Linked DNA regions of Triticum aestivum: region 2 is linked to region 1. The links are chromatin contacts, called in public Hi-C maps. All regions are on one chromosome and are shown on one strand. Each heading gives the region's core, a stretch centred on a gene start, on an enhancer-like site or on the middle of the called end of the contact. The rest is flanking DNA. Distances are from core to core; before and after follow the strand shown.

Region 1 (3,753 bases), core at 1,128-3,627:
GGATTGAGAGGGGGAGAGGAGGAAGCCGCTGGCGCGCCTGTTCTGTAACTCCTCCTGGAACGAATGGGTGGGGTGGGGGGAGGGGGAGCGGGCGGCTGGCATCTAAGTCACGGTGCAGCGCCTAAGGGCTAGGCGCTGCACATTACATGTGTGGCGCCTACCTCGTAGGCGTTGCACTGCTGGGTCCGGGGCCCAGGGCTGCCACGGTGGACTGGAGTGCAACGCCCCCGAGCTAGGCGCTGCATCGTTGGATGTGGCGCCAGCGTGGCGGGCGCTGCAAAAAAAAGTCAAGGGAGTGAAATAGTTTCACGGGCAGTTCATTCTGTGAATTGATTTCGTCCCGAGGTCAAAATTGTCAAATTTGCCGCCGCCCGACGCCCGTCGACGGCTGGCACGGAAGTTTGCACGGCGCCTGCGGCAGGCTAGGCGCCGATCGGCGCCGAACGGGGCAGAGCGGCCCAGCGGAAGCAACAAGTCATCCGGCAGGCAATGCGGTAAATGACATCAGGCAGGCAGGCTCACGTGAACGGGCGAGGCAGCGCCGGACGACCGATCGAGCCGGGGCCAGCGGCGAGGGAGGGTGTCAGCGTCGGACGGCCGGCCGGCAGCGGAGCCCCATACGGCATGGCCGAATTATTGTGGACGGGATCGCGCCGCGCGGCGCAGGCGTACGTGCACGGCCACGGCGGGCAGGGGAGCGTACCACGCGCGTACGTGTGGTGGGCGTCACCGGACAAGACCGGTCACGGCGTCCGCCCGTCCGTCCGTCTTTGGCAGCGCAGGGCCTTCAGAGTTAAGGCCATCCTGCCGTAACGCGGTTGCGTGTCCGCGACGATGATGCCAGGCCCTGGCAGCTTATTTGAGTCTCGTGATCGAGCTAGCGCGCGCGTGCGTGCGTGCCCACCGAACCATTCGGCAAACGCGGTTCATGGTTTCAACGTACTGGTAGTTTGGCAGCAGTGCGTTGGTTAACGACGCCACGTACACTGTCGAATCCATGGACTTTCGTTGGACGAATCCAGGATTGAACGAACGAACGAACGGGACAAGCCGTTGACAGGACTGTGCAGGGTCAAACAGTGCGCCTCGTAGTGGCATACTTGTAGCATCCGAGGTGACGCGGAATCAGATTTGATTATTCGCGGTGCGAGTGGTACGTAGAAGAGAGCCCCGCGGGAGAGGACTCATCGAATCAGCGATTCAAGGCCGCCGCGTCTTTCACCAACACAACAGGAGCGTGCGTGCCACCACCACCAGTGCGCCTACACGGACGGACGCAGGAGCTGCTCCGGCGAGCTAACACTACATCGAGGGTCGGTGTCAGCAGTGAAAATTTAACCCTCCGGAGAGTTTTGTATCGGCAGGGAAAGGGAAGCACCCCCCCTCCCCATCTGGTGCCTCCGGTGCAAGCGTACGTGCGTCAACAGTGCACTGAACGCGTAACGTGATGAATGTGCTCCTCTTCCCAACGCGTCGCCACGCTACTGCAGCAGCGGCAGCCTTCAGAAGGCAAGGCAGGCAGGCAGGCAGGCAGGCAGGAAGCATGGCCCTCGGCTCGGCTCGCGCGTTCCCGATGCGGTGCCTCCCCCGCTCCTGCTGCCGCGGCCGCTGCAGGTCGCCATGCCAGTTCCCGAAAACGACTCGCCAAAATGAATGCCCCACCCGGGCCTGCGCTGCGCTCGCACGAGAAACGAATCAGGAAGCGACGCCCGCCCACGCCAGCGCCCCGCGCGGCTCCAGCCCAAAACCTTTTACGGCCCGGCGCGGCGGGCCGGGCCCCGCCGCCGTCTGTGCGGCGCCGCACGCGCGGGGCCTCCGACCCCCACCCCGCAGCCGTGCTGCCCCCCGACCCACGACACCACGTGAACCACCGAACCGTGCCCCGGCACGTCGCCGTGCGTGCGTGGTGCGTCGCTCTCGCTCGCTCGGCCGGCCACCTGGTCTGGGTCTGGCCTGCCACACACGCATCCCGGGGCCACACGGGTCAAAAGGCCCCGCGGCACATACGTACCATCACCACCTGGCCGGCGAAGGGCTGCACCGGCCGTACAATGCGACGTAGTACGTGACACAACGTAACGTGCAGGCCAGGCTCAGGCCGCTTTGCCCGGCCGCGCACGGCAGCGCAGGGTCAGTGGGTAGCGTAGGCCGGCTACGGCCGCGCGCGCGGTACGGCGGGACGGGGAGGACGGGACGGGACGGGGTTGGACGCATGATGGATGGTGTAGGGCTTGCGTCACGGCGGCAGGAGGCTGGCAGTGCAGTGCAGGGCGGGGCGGCAGGGCCCCGCGCAGCGTCAAATCGTGCGGCGGCTGGGGCGGAGGCGCCGCACGAGGCCCGGTCAGCGACAGCCTCCCTCCCTCAAACCCCCGACGCCTACCCCTACTCTACCCGCGGTGCCCCAGAGGCCTACGCCGCTAGTGCCACTGTGCCTCCCCACTTCACGAGGCGCGCCATAGCCATGCCATAGCATAGAGTAGGCAGCGAGGGTCCGTCCGTCCCTGTGGGAGAAAGGAGAGCCAGTGAGAAGGACCACGCTCAAGCTCAAGCGTGCCCATCCCGGCCTCCTGCCCTGCCGCTCCGTATAAGAGAGCTACCACTCGCCAGCCAGGGTTCTTCAAAGAAACTCCACCGCACTCGCCAAGACGCCAACCATACTGTGAAGTGAGCGTAGGAGGGAGAGGCGTCATGCAAATGCTGCCGGAGACGAGGGGGCACCGGAGCAGCGGCGTCGGAGGCGGCGGCGCCGGGGCGGGAGGGAGGGCGGACGCGGCGGCGCAGGGGCACTACCGCGGGGTGCGGAAGCGGCCGTGGGGCCGGTACGCGGCGGAGATCCGGGACCCGTGGAAGAAGACGCGGGTGTGGCTCGGCACCTACGACACCGCCGTCGACGCCGCGCTCGCCTACGACCGCGCCGCCGTCGCGCTGCGCGGGCCCAAGGCCAGGACCAACTTCGCCGGCGGCCACCTCGCCCCGCACCAGCAGCAGCAGGCGTGCCTCCTGGCTCCCCGGCCGCCGGCGCGGCCCTTCGGCGGGCGCCTCGACGTCGCCCACCCGTCCCCCTGGCACTTCGTCTACTTCCCGTCCAGGCTGCAGGAGTTCCTCGCGCAGCCGCTGCCGGCGGGTGACGCGAGGGACGCCGCCCCGTCGCCGCCGTCCACGGTGCTGGAGCTCCGGACGGGGCCCAGCAGCTGCCCCCAGTTCGACCTCAACGAGCCGCCGTCGCTCATGTTTGGGTCGTGATCTCTTCCGCCGCGCAGGGGTGTAGAGCTCCAACTTCCAAGTGTAGGATCATGGTAGGTACTACGTACGTAGCGAGTAGAGGTAATTTAGCGGGGTGGTGGAGAAGACTCGTCCGTGTGCTGTGTACATAAACTGCTGCCCATTTTAGCAAAATTTCACCTTGTGTCGCCTTGGTTGGTGTTCGTTTTTGCTGATCTCTTGCAGTTCTGGCCTCCTTGGTGGTGTCTCTTTGCAAGACACTTTAACCCGAGACTGGTTTTCTTTGCCGCTTCTAAGCTGAGTTAGTGTTCGTGCGATATCCCATGGAATGGACATGGTTCCCTGAGTCGCATGTGGCCCAGGTGCTCGTCCGTGAGCCCAAGCGTACGTGCGGTGTGGTGCACGAATGCGTCAGTTTTGGCTCCACAGAGGTTGTTAACCGCAGCGTCATTGTGTTTATAAATTGTTCCTGTCGCAGTAAGCCCCAATGGAGCACGCGAAGTATAAATTTATAAGCGAAACGTCCAACTA
Region 2 (3,705 bases), core at 121-2,620, 650 kb before region 1:
TTTTAACATTCATGAATAATTTTTTGAATTTACATACATTTTTTGAATTCCTGACCATTTTTCCCAAATTTGTCATTATTTTTTGAATCGCGAATAATTTTCAGATTCACGAGCATTTTCATGTTGCGCCATCATTTTTTCAATTTCATGAACATTTTTGTATTCAGAATCAGTTTATCAATTTTGCAGACCTTAGTTGAATTCACGAACATTTTTTGAGTTCATCAACATTTTTTCAAATTGTGAACATTTCTTAAAATTTGCGATTATTTTTTGAGAATTCACAATTTTTTTCAAATTCCTGAACATTTTTGAATTCATAAATCATTTTTCAAGGATGCGAACATTTTTTAAATTCATAGTTTTTTTTGAATTCACAAACATTTTATGGACTCGCAATATTTCTTGAAATTTGGGAACATTTTTAAACGTGGCAAACATTTTTTTTGAATTCACTGATATTTTTTGAATCCACTAGAATTACTTAAATTCATGAACATGTTTTGAGTTATTTTTACAAATATGAACATTTTTAAAATTCTCAAACATTTTTTAAATTTTCAAACATTTTGATAAGCCGTGAACATATATTTGAATTCACGAACATTTTTTTATTCGTGAACATATTACGAATTCTTTGAACTATATTAATGTTCATGGATTCAAAATATGCTCGAGGCACTAAAAATGGCAAAAGGACATGTTAATTGAATATCTAGTATCTATTGGTCACTCTTCGCCTTCTTTCCGATGAGTACATCTAATGTAGTTTGTTCCTCTTCTTGTTGGCAGGCCTCCACATCAATCTTGTTCATGTTGAACTTACGGATGCACCGAATGCTTTGTATGAAATAAGGGTTTAGGGTTTAGTCCTCCACATCAATCAAATTACTGCTAACTACAAAGAATATTTGCAGATGTGGACAAAATATCTCATCCTACTATGGACCAAACTTAGATGAGAACAAAGATGAAACTACCGAAACAAGATGTAAATCAGAAGAAAAAAAGATGATGGAATCATGGAAAGAGGAGAGAGTTAGCAACCGGTTTACCTACACCCTTGAAAAGAAACTAAAAGGTTGAATAACGCTCGTTCCCTACTCAATCAAAACCCGCACAGACAAGCAGAGGTAAAAATGTGAGATATAGGTGGTCTGGAATCTAGCATACGACATCACTATGCCCTAGAAATCAAGTATATAGGCGAAAAAAAAGCATGGAAAAACAGCAGGACCAACTGTGGGACACGTAAAAAGGGGAATACCAAAACCCGAAATGACCTGCGCGAACTGAATGCAAAAGGGCCGGAAATAAAGGTGGCCTAGTTAGGATTCGGCCCACAGAGGGGGAGACTATTCCGCGCGTTAGGATTCGCCCCCGCTGAAGGCCTCGTCTGGGAGTCTGGTCTGGACTCCGTCCGTAGGCGGCGAGGGCGTGCGAACTGGGAAGGCAACCGCCGCGCCGCCTCTCCGTCCTCGGCTGCCCTGCCGCCGCCGGCCTCTCCGTTCCCTTCTCTCCCCCGCAGGCGTCTCCCCGCCTCGTAGCCTCCCTGCCGCCGCCGCCACCGCCACCGCCACCGCCTACCGATTCCGTGCGTCCCCCAACACCGCCGCCCTACCCAGTCCGTGCTTCTCCGCCGCTGCCCCCCTCCTCTCCTCCCAGTCCTCTACCTCCGCGCCGCAGGCAACCGCGGCCTCTTCAAGGAGGGGCCAAAAGGTTCATCCTCGCCGTCACCGGGGAAGCACCTTCGTGGCGTCACCAGGTAAAGATTCAATGCTCCACGTCACTATTTGATTTATTTTGTTCTGCGCGAATGTTTGGCGTGTTGTCTATTTCTTGTTGATGAACCGTGTATACGGTTGTTGAAATATCTTAGAAATTCGGTCGTTGATGGCTTGGGAACTAAATCAAATACTAGTAAGATTTAATTGCTAAATTTGTATGACCCTTTAATCTTGCAAGAAAGGAATGCAATTATGTTGATGATGCCCGTTAGAACCTGGAAAATATGGCTGGTTACCAGAAGTTTACCTGTGTGTTTTGATTGTAAATTGTCTGGTATGTCCTGTGCACGGCAAAATGGACTGATAAGTTGTTACGGTGCCTTAGAAAGATAGTGCCAACAAGGATTTCCGTTTCCTTTTATTTTGTTATCTCTCTGTCAGTTAATATATTGTTCATTTCTTTTTTATATAACATGCTTTCCTTGCTGCTGCTGCTGCTGCTTTCTGAACCTGCAATATTTCCTAAAGTGACTTTGGCAGGTCAAAACAGCTTCTTGGAGGCCACAAAGGGGGGTTGGACATGATTGATGATGAGGCTAACTTTGACGACATCATTGATGCCCCTGCAGAAGTGGAAGCTGCTGCAAAGTTTCATCCTAATAAGCTGCGGGGCAAGCTTTGGAAGAAATCTGTGCCATCAAGATCTGTTGTACCCAATCGTACAGTGGAAACAAGTGATGAGAAGGCTCTAGCTTTAAGTCAAGATAATTTGTCTCAAGGACTTGTTACGAATCAAGGAATAGCATCTTCGGCCGTTCTTGGTAGTGAAACGATTGGTGGTGCGGAAGCTTGTGGGGGCACTATTTACACACCTTCTGATGATGTGCTGGCAGTTTCTTCTGTAGATAGGGTTTCACAAAATGACGATCCTCATGATGATCCATCTGAAGTAGCTACGCTCCAAGAAAACTTGGTTGTTTCAGAGACCCAAGCATCATCCACCCATCCAACTAGCAAGACAGTTGATGATTTAGCTGACTTTGGGGAACTATTTGACACACATTCTGAAGAGGAAAACGTTGCAAAGTCCAAGCTAAAAATTAAGGTGAAACTCAGCAAGGCAGCATCCAAGTCCCGAAAGACTGGCCAAAAGAAGGCAGCTTCAACTGTAGACGTGGTCTCACAAAATAAAGAGGATGGTAACGATGATGTCAGAGGATGCAACGATGAGCAGGCACAAGCTCCTAGACATGAAGAATATGTACAGACCTCAGATTCTCAGCCACCCTTGGGAACTGATGATGGTACAGTTGACAATTTCGTTAACCACATCCGCATCCTTGAAGAGCCTGGTCCAGAGGAAACGGCTGCAAAGTTACGCCCTAAATCACAAAGAAAACCTGGCAGGGCTTCATCCAAGGCTGTTGGGACTAGTGATGATTATGCAGCAGCTAATCTAAAGGTCAGGGTTGAAATCTGTTAGAAATTTAACTAAGTTCACAAATATGATATGCTGATGCTCTGCTTTTGATTGCTTTTAGGATATCAATGCTAGTGTTGATATAGACTCTCAAGATGGGCTGATAAATCCTCATACTGATGATACTCAACCTATCTTTGGAGAACCCTCAGGTGTGTGTTTGATTTACTTGTGGAACTTCTTTTCCATGCACATCTGGCATAACGCTCATTCTGACCATACCAGTATGTCATGAGTTGTTGGCTGCACTTATCACTTTATATTGCTTCGTCTAGCTTTCCTGCTTATTTACTCATAATGAGCAAACATATTTCTGGTACAGCTGAAGCTGCTGCTACATTTCTACTTGATCTTGGAAAGAAAAAGGGCAAAGGCAAATCAGTAACATTTATTCTACCAGATGATTATGAGGGGGTCGCTGCAACAGATACCAACCATAATGACATAGGATCTGATGAAAATTTGAACACCTTGCCTCAGCAAGCACCTCAAAAGGTA

Evidence for each region. Hi-C and Micro-C count contacts between places; a contact is called where the count stands out from the background.
Region 2: a contact with region 1 is called in a Hi-C map of leaf, with 9 times the contacts expected there. The contact joins the promoter of LOC123182488 here to the promoter of LOC123171830 in region 1. A contact is called at or near these places in 2 of 5 Hi-C or Micro-C datasets (both in leaf).

What each region holds. Positions count from the first base shown.
Region 1 is chr1D:412,086,994-412,090,746 of IWGSC CS RefSeq v2.1, reverse strand. It overlaps LOC123171830 (ethylene-responsive transcription factor 12-like), which reads left to right and starts at 2,377. Exons shown (of 1, transcript XM_044589058.1): 1 at 2,377-3,425. The coding sequence starts at 2,689. The coding sequence ends at 3,243.
Region 2 is chr1D:412,737,899-412,741,603 of IWGSC CS RefSeq v2.1, reverse strand. It overlaps LOC123182488, which reads left to right and starts at 1,370. Exons shown (of 10, transcript XM_044595061.1): 1 at 1,370-1,765; 2 at 2,268-3,189; 3 at 3,269-3,359; 4 at 3,530-3,702. The coding sequence starts at 2,308.